Regions from separate parts of the Gossypium hirsutum genome. Here region 2 is linked to region 1. A link is a contact called in public Hi-C data. All regions are on one chromosome and are shown on one strand. The core of a region is the stretch at or near the end of the contact, and the rest is flanking DNA. Distances in the headings are between cores, read along the strand shown.

The links. A called contact is a pair of places that touch in the nucleus more often than the background predicts.
Region 2: a Hi-C map of leaf shows a contact between it and region 1, with 4 times the contacts expected there. The contact joins the promoter of LOC107935852 here to the enhancer-like site in region 1. A contact is called at or near these places in 2 of 34 Hi-C or Micro-C datasets (both in leaf).

The regions. Positions count from the first base shown.
Region 1 is chrA12:9,240,798-9,244,964 of Gossypium_hirsutum_v2.1, forward strand. LOC107928740 (a long non-coding RNA gene) reads left to right here. Exons shown (of 4, transcript XR_001692703.2): 3 at 882-943; 4 at 2,228-2,546. Among protein-coding and RNA genes, the nearest start is that of LOC107928740, 3.0 kb to the left of the region's middle. Within about 2 kb of position 2,349, at least 4 of the 9 cell types and tissues checked have an H3K27ac peak or open chromatin away from gene starts, as enhancers often do. A contact at or near this core is called in leaf, where this site is marked.
Region 2 is chrA12:9,505,400-9,509,566 of Gossypium_hirsutum_v2.1, forward strand. It overlaps LOC107935852 (protein CHROMATIN REMODELING 4), which reads left to right and starts at 2,298. Exons shown (of 12, transcript XM_041082671.1): 1 at 2,298-3,074; 2 at 4,135-4,167.

The DNA.
Region 1 (4,167 bases), core at 1,099-3,598:
GAAACTAATCCGAAATTTCACTCGAAACTCGAGAAAATTGTGAAACAATGGCAGTTTTAAAACTGCCCAATGCCACAAGTACGTGTGTCAGGCCGTATATGATTAAATAGCTTGTGTAATAGGCCATGTGAACACATGGGCTAAGTTTTTAGGTCATGTGGGCCAGCCGTATGGGCCTTTTGCCCCAATTTTGAGGCTTGAATAGGGGCTGGTTAAGGGACTCAGAAATTGTGTCCTTAGACATTATGTAGTCCCGAAAAAGCGTAAGTTTCAAATAGGTATGTGTAGGAAGCATATTAAGTAGGTTTCGGTAAGTATATTAATATCATATGATATGATATGCTTTATAAGTATTTACGTAAACCATGCAAGTTACATGATTTGTGAGTACCTTATGCTATGTTATGTTCCGTATAAAAAGGTATGTGTATGCATGCCATACGATCTAAGTTATATGTATGTACAATATTCTGTCTATGTTTTGGGGTGGGATTGATATGATGGAGGAAATGCTACATGGCAATATCTACTGCAATTATAGCGGCTAGATTGCAAATTTCTTTTTGGTAGCTCAGCTGCGTATTTATGAGTGGCGTACTGCCATGTACTAATGTGATTGGACGGATGAACTCTTGTAGTTTTAATTGGTGTGGTTGGTTGAATGGAGATGGTGTGTAGAGGATGGAAGTAGGATGTGGTATGAGATGATATATTATAAGATATGTTCTAACATGAAATTTGATATGATATGTATAAGATATGTTCTGAAATGGAATCTGATATGCTATGATACGTTCTGGTATATATTTATATTGTTTTGTTTGTGTGGGACATATCACACACTGGGCGTAAAGTTCACGTGTTTGTTTGTTTCATTTCAGGTGATCTTCAGACTTAGCATTGGACAGCGATACAGGACCTCGGTTTCCACGCTTTTGGTTTAGTACGTTCCGGACTGATATTTTTTATGGACTTTTACAGACTTTTGGAACGTTTTAATTTTGTTTGGGATTTCAAATTTTATTTTGGTGTTTGGTTCTGTAAAAATTATGGTTTTTAATCAGTATTTAAAACAAGACGACAAAAAATAAACTAGGGATAAATAAGACCAAGTTGCTAAAAGGGTTTCGAAGCCAAATTTTGTTGAAATTCGCTAGAATGTTTTGTTTCGTAAAGAATTACGTAAGTTGGATCTGTTTTAGTAAAAGCTATTAAATAGGGGTTTTACCTCAAAATACTCACGGGTTTTCGAAAATCGATACGTTTTCTATAAGATATATGAAATTGGATTTTCTTAAAGTTGGAAGAGGTTTTCACCAAAACTTAAGCATTAGGTAATGATGTAACCTCCACAATCTGACCGTACTGTCTAGGTCAGATTTAGGATGTTACACTTTAACGACATATTATTATGAAAGCAATTTAAGTACTGCTTGTTCAGTGACTTTGTTAAAAGTTGTTACCCTCTTAGGATGCAGTTAATCTCTTTGGGATAATATTTGTTCTCTCAATATACAAAATAGAAACATTAATTGCATATTTTGATCACTTTTTAAATTCTTAAACTTTTCATTTAGTCTTAAATAAAATTATTTTTTAAGACTTTTATATATTTTTATTTACCCTATTAAAATTCTCATTTATCCGCATTGTGATTTAACTGAAAATCTGTAGAAATGTATTAAATATTAATCGGATATTGGCAAATTGGCCATGTGAAATTTTTTTGAAAAATATTTATATTAAAAATAAATAAAATTTTAGTTGAAAGGATAAATTTGAGACATTGAATAGCATAGTGTTTTAGGTTTAAATTCTATGTTGCATGTATTTTTTTTTTCTAAATTATATATATAATAAAACACTTTCATAGTAAAATTTACTTTGTAAAAAAAAGAGTGTCAATAATTTTCTAAATTTATTTATATTATATAATAAACATTTGATTAAATTAGTGTCGTGACTCAATCGACCACTAATTAATTGTATAATAATAGAATATTCTTACTTTACAAAGTAACTTATATTATTTTGATGGTATTTTTGTCACTCTAAATCTTTTATATACAAAAATATAAAAATATTCCTATATAATTAGATTTGAATCCATGTTTATAATTCTGATCCTTTAAACTTTATTATTCAATCAAAATCTCATTTGTTATTTTTATCAAATTTTAATAAATATAATTATTAAATAATTCTTTTCTTTTATCTATAATTGTAGGCGTAGATAGCAACTGCAGATTTGGTTGACCCAAGGCGAGGATGGAAGCTTTTAAAGCCCACTGTCCAATGGGCCCCAAAATCATGTGCGCAATCTTTATTTATATCACAGTGACAATCATATGTGGAAGGCCGGTGCTTGATATATTAATATTTGAACAGACAAGGCGACTGGGATTGGTTAGAGATATAAGGGATTGTCGGCCACGTATCTACTGATACCACAGCAGTCTTTTGTTTTCTTTTAGACGATCGAGCCACGATTTCAAATAAAATATTCTATTATTATATTTCCTATTAATCGAATATGATTTTAACCACTGACTATGCATCTACGAAGCACTTCAGTTTTTCTTCAACTGCAATCATGTCTTGGTGCAAACATTTCAAACCCCAACACTAAACTATATATTATACATGACAATAATTGAAACTGAAACTAATTCACAGCGGTTGCTTCATGCTTGTCGGTATTCTATTAGTATTGCTATATATAACATCAATACTATCCTATAATTACCTTATACCATAATAAGTGTCATTATACGAGTACATCATTAAAGATTTCATTTTTAGGGATCATTCCTCTCCTCTCCTCTCTCCATTAGTGGTGAATCTAAGGAGCTGTTATGGATACCGACTCTTAAAATGTAAAATTATTATTTATGTATTTAATTTTTTTAAATATTTAAAATTAGTAAAGATAAAATTATATTTTTGTCTTCTTAAAATTATAAAATTTCAATTAAATCTTTTAAAATTTATAAAAATATAGACTACAAAAAATTAAAATTTTATTCGGTCCTCTTAAAAGATTGTTCTGGCTTCATCTTTACTCTCCATCTTTTTTATTTCCATTTTCCTAGAAAAACCCATCAACTAAATAAGTTCCAGGTCCCAACTTCTTTACTAAACTCAACCAACATATATTTTTGACTCTCCACTTATTCTAAACAAAATGAATCGATCAATACGATTACCAACCAAACTTTGCATCAATAATTAATGCATAATCGCCAATTATTAATTGGCACCCTTGCCAACTAAAAGAACTTGTCAAACATAATTGAAAGCTATTAAGGAACCAAAATTTTTTGTTCTCACCCCTCGCCATTTTGTGGGTGGGAACCCTTGCCATTTTGGTTTAAGCAAGGGTTGAAAAGAGTAAGTTCCCTAGCATCCATCATCACACACGTAGTATACTGGGTGCTGTATCATAGTAGGGCCAACTTTCAAATAAACAAAAAGCATATAAATTTAGAGTAAATGAATTTAAAACATATTTTAATTAGTATAATAATAAATAATGATAATTAATAACTACTATATTATGCTACTATTTTAGTATGTGATATAGTATTATATAATGTTATAATGTTTAACTATCAATGCATATATATAAACTATTAATATATTATATATGATATGATATAATATTATATAATATAGTAGGAGAGCTAACTTTCAAATATACAAAAGAGTATTAGAGTGTTTTCAACCATTATAATAAACAATAATATATAATGATAATTAATATATTATATATAACTATTATAGTATGTGATATAGTATTATATAGAGTAATAATATATTTTAAAACCATTAATACATACATATATATAACTATTAATTGGTCCAAAATCAAAACCTAATTTACCAATCGATTTGACTGAATTGACTTGATTGGGTCAGTTAAATCGGTTTTAGTCCGCTAACTGTAATAGATGATACACTATTACATAATATGATAATACTATATATATATATATATTTGTTAAACAATTTAATTTTTTTACATAAAAGAAATAGTTATAAAATTTTTAATTTACATCAAATTTGACATGCATGATTTATATGTGACAGTTGAATAATTAAAATATTAATCGTACAAAGAGATACGAAAGAGTATAGTGTAAGTGGATCCCTCCCATAGTATATAAC
Region 2 (4,167 bases), core at 1,048-3,547, 260 kb after region 1:
TTATTGTCCAATTTCATTTCTCAGATCTATATTTTTACTCAAATCCTCTCACATCTCAAGCGAACCTTTAGAGTTGGGCGAGTGACCCAATCAATGATCAGGTCTAATATATATACACACTTTAAAGTTACTACAATTTTGGTAAGAAAACTTTTTCTATTTAAAATGGTGCAATTCCTTTAAAAAATCTTACATATGTATTACAAAGTACGGTTATAAAATGGTATGAAACAACATGTTAACACTTTAAATCATTGACATGTATCCATTAAAAAATAATAATAAACATTGGCGGAGGGAAAAATTGTAACATAAATCTCTCCGCTTTTTTTAAATTTGTTTTAATGGTGTTTTGCAAGTTATATTTATAGAATAAATCCTTCCAATTTTCTTACATTTAATAATTTAGAAATTCAATTTACAATTTTACTTGAAAAAGCTATTGTAATTTTTAAAACCATTTAAAAAGTTATTTTTAAATTTATCACTATTTTTAGAATTTAAATATACTATTTAAATTGAAAAATATATATTTAAAAAAAATAATATTTGAATGATTTATTAATTGGTCACATTATTTAAATTTAACAAACAATCCATATCCACTAATTAATAATTAAAATTAAATTAGAATCTGTACATAAAAATAGAATTTTACACAATCTATTATTATGATATTTATGTTTAAAATTAATTTCAAAATAATGTTTTTTTTAAAATTTATTATAAATCTGGAGGCTTGAACGTATTCTCGAACTTGTTTTGGAGAATGTTGGATCAAAGATTTGATACTCTTTACAGGAGAAAAGGTGGGTCTTTTATAAGTACTATAAAGATTTACAATAGGAAGTTCAGTAAGCTGAACTTTCCCTTCCACTCTTAAATAAGTGGCTTCATATAAGTAGTAAATCTTCTTAGCAGAGTGAGATTTTAGTGGAAAACTAGGCATTGAAATGAGAGCATTGGAGACAGATGGACGGGCTGAAGAGGTTGCTGTCATTTTTTATGAAACTTCTTTTTTGAGAATAAGCTTAGACAAGAGATGTATAAAATTTTAATTAACATGATTATCCACTTTTACTTAAGTACTTTTCCTTTTACTTTTCCTTTATTAGTCACTGAGTGTGTACTATTAAGAATCTTTATTAGATATGATGAATGTATTGCATCATGTATTAGTACGTTTAAATTTTATAATTGTATTATCAATGAAACGTTACAGAAATTTTCAAAAATTTTAAGAAAGAAATAAATAAAATTTGATTAATACACATCGGGCTATTCGCCCTTTAAAGTGGTATATGAGTTGAGTTCAGAATGTCGTGAGACAGTTCGATCCATATCTGGTGTGGGCATTAGAACATTGAGAGGACTGAGAAGGACCCACCTCAATATGAGTGTTCCCCCATTCCGACTTCCCTTGAACTTCCAGTAGCATAGCCGAGATGGCAAGGGGTTCTTTGTCACTGTAGGGATCTAGTGAGAGAAGTTTTGAGAATTCAAGAGAATGTCACGACGAGACAAGTCTTTTAATATTAGGATAAGTGTCAAATGTCTCTTCTATTACGAAGATCGTTGGGTCACAAAACTTATCTAGAGAATATTTTTATTTGCATTCACATCTTTTAGAAATAGTCGTTAAATTAGGTTCTTAGTTAGGTGAAGGAAGTATGACTGTTTTACCAATAATTGAGACCCAATCGAGAGAAGTTATTACATATATTCCTACTAACGTAGTTTTCATTAAAGATAAACAAATATTCTTATTCATCGATCTATTTAATGCTGGAATCAGACCTGATATTAATAAGGGGATTTCTGTCTCCAAAATAGGACCTGCAGCTTAAATTAAAGATGTAAAAGAAATTGCTTGTAAATCATAATTGGAATTGACCTAATTCGTTGAATTAGAAACCTTTTTACTTCTAATCTCGATAAAGCAACTCAAAATTAATTGGAAGGAGGAAAACTTATACATTTTACATTTTAAAGTTGTTATTTGAAATTATTTACACTTATTAAATGCTTAACGGATAATGTAGTTAAATAGCAAATAATAAATCTGGATTAGATTTAGTAAGTAAACTTTAAAATTTATAAAAATTATAAATCTCTTAGTTTTTATTATACATAACTAGTTATACTTATAAGCTTAACCCTTAAAACCAAGAAAAGTGCTCGTTAGAAAATCGAAGATTGGTATTAAAATATTTAATGAGTATCTCAACAAAACGAAAATTGATAAAAAAAAAAAAACCTCGAAGCAATGTCGGAATCAAACAAAACAAAACCGAGTAAGAGGAAATAAAAAAAGATTAAAGAAAGAAAAGAAGGCATAATATTAATAAGAGACAGCAGCGTATACAATAAGAGGGGTCTGATCCAAGTCCAAGCAAAGCAAAGCAAAGGCAAAGCATGGCGGCGATTACGAGGAGAGGAGAGCGAAAGGAAAGCAAGGTTCTTTCGTGGGCAGTGGTGTGGTGGCTTTGGGCTTGGGGAGAAGAGAAAGGAAATAAAAATAGACAAGGAATGTAGAAAAACAAAAAGAAAAAGGGCAAACAAAATAGGAAGTGGCGTCTGGTGAAGCCACGTGGCACATCATCAGTGGTTAGGTAGGAGAGAGAGGGAGAGAGGGAGAGAGGGGAGGAGGAAGGGCTGCTTTCCCTTTCCTTAATATCTCTCTTTCTCATGCGCTGCCATGTCAGAGTGGTAACCCCGTCCGTCCCCTATTTCCCCGGCGAATCCGTATCGTATGCTCTCTTCACTCTCTATAAAACCCCCTATCCTTCTCTTTACACCTTTTCTCTCTTTATTTTTATTTTTCGAGTTGGGGTTAATTTTTATTATTTTTGTCAATTCTCTCTATATTTATTTTCATTTTTTTCTCGTGTCTTTGCCTTTTCTCTCTCTGTCTCGTATCTCTCTCTCTTCGCTCCCTTTTCTTTGCTTTGCTATACCCTAATACCCTCCCTTCTCTCTCCTCCTCCATCTGTTTTTATTCACTACATCTCTCAATCTGTTACTCTTCATATTATTCCACTTGGTTTTGATTCTTTGATCCACGAGCAAGGTTGGTAAGCTTCTTTTCCTATCTGGGTATTACTTATTTCCTTTTTTTAGCTTTGGGGTTTTCTAATTTAGGTGCCTTGAGCTGTCTATTATGTGTATTCTGATGTTTTATTGCATGTTCTCTGTTGTTTTCATGTTTGGGAGGTTTGTGTTTATACTTTGATTGAAATTTGGTGGGCTTTTGCAGTAATTCCGAAATTGGGGTTCTGTGAGTGAGTTTGTCATTGCAGGTGAGTTTTGTTGAAATGGGGTTTTCAGTTCAATGCAAGCTCAACGTTTTATGCATATATTGAATTTTCGAAACTGATTCTTCAATTTGGCTCGTTTTCCGTGTTAATTTGCTGTGCATTTTATGGTCATTTGTTTGGTTTAGATGTTTTATTTCATTCCTAGACTAGATAGTGGCTCCTAGCTATTACATTTCCCAAGCTGTTCTAATTTACCACTGGGATTTAGGCTTGCATTTGTTCTTGTTGCTGATTGAATTGAGTGTAGAATGTGTCAAACCTGGGTAAATGCTGTTACTTCCGATTTTTCATTTTTTTTATCCCATAGATGATGCCTGGATTAATGATGCTACTTCTGTCATATTGTCTGATTCCGTTGTTGCTTCTGCTCTATGTAGAATATGGAGTTTGGATTTGGTTTGACTATTATGTTCACCTTTTTAATTAAACCATAGTGACTTTCTTTTGGTATTTACATGGATTGATTCTGTTGCTTTAGTTGAATTAGGTTTTTTTATATTGGTACTTCAATTTTGACAGTTTAGAAACAAGCACTGAGAATAATGTGAACTGTGATGTTGCCTATTCGCGGCAGTTTGAAGTTGGTTGAATTACAAAAGACTAATCTGAAGTTGAGTTTGTTTGGCCTCGTCTAGAAACTGGAATAAATGAGGTGTTCAATATCATGAGTTTATGTTTTAAGTAATTCAGTATGATTTCCCTCTTCCTACCCTCTGCTTTAAAAAAAAAAAAAAACCGCTTTTCTGAAATGCTTTCAGTCTGTTTGCATGCATCCTTCACCATTCTTTGGAGTAATAAAACCATTGTTGCTTCGTAGTTGCCTTTCGGTCTTGTAACAAGTTGTATTGCT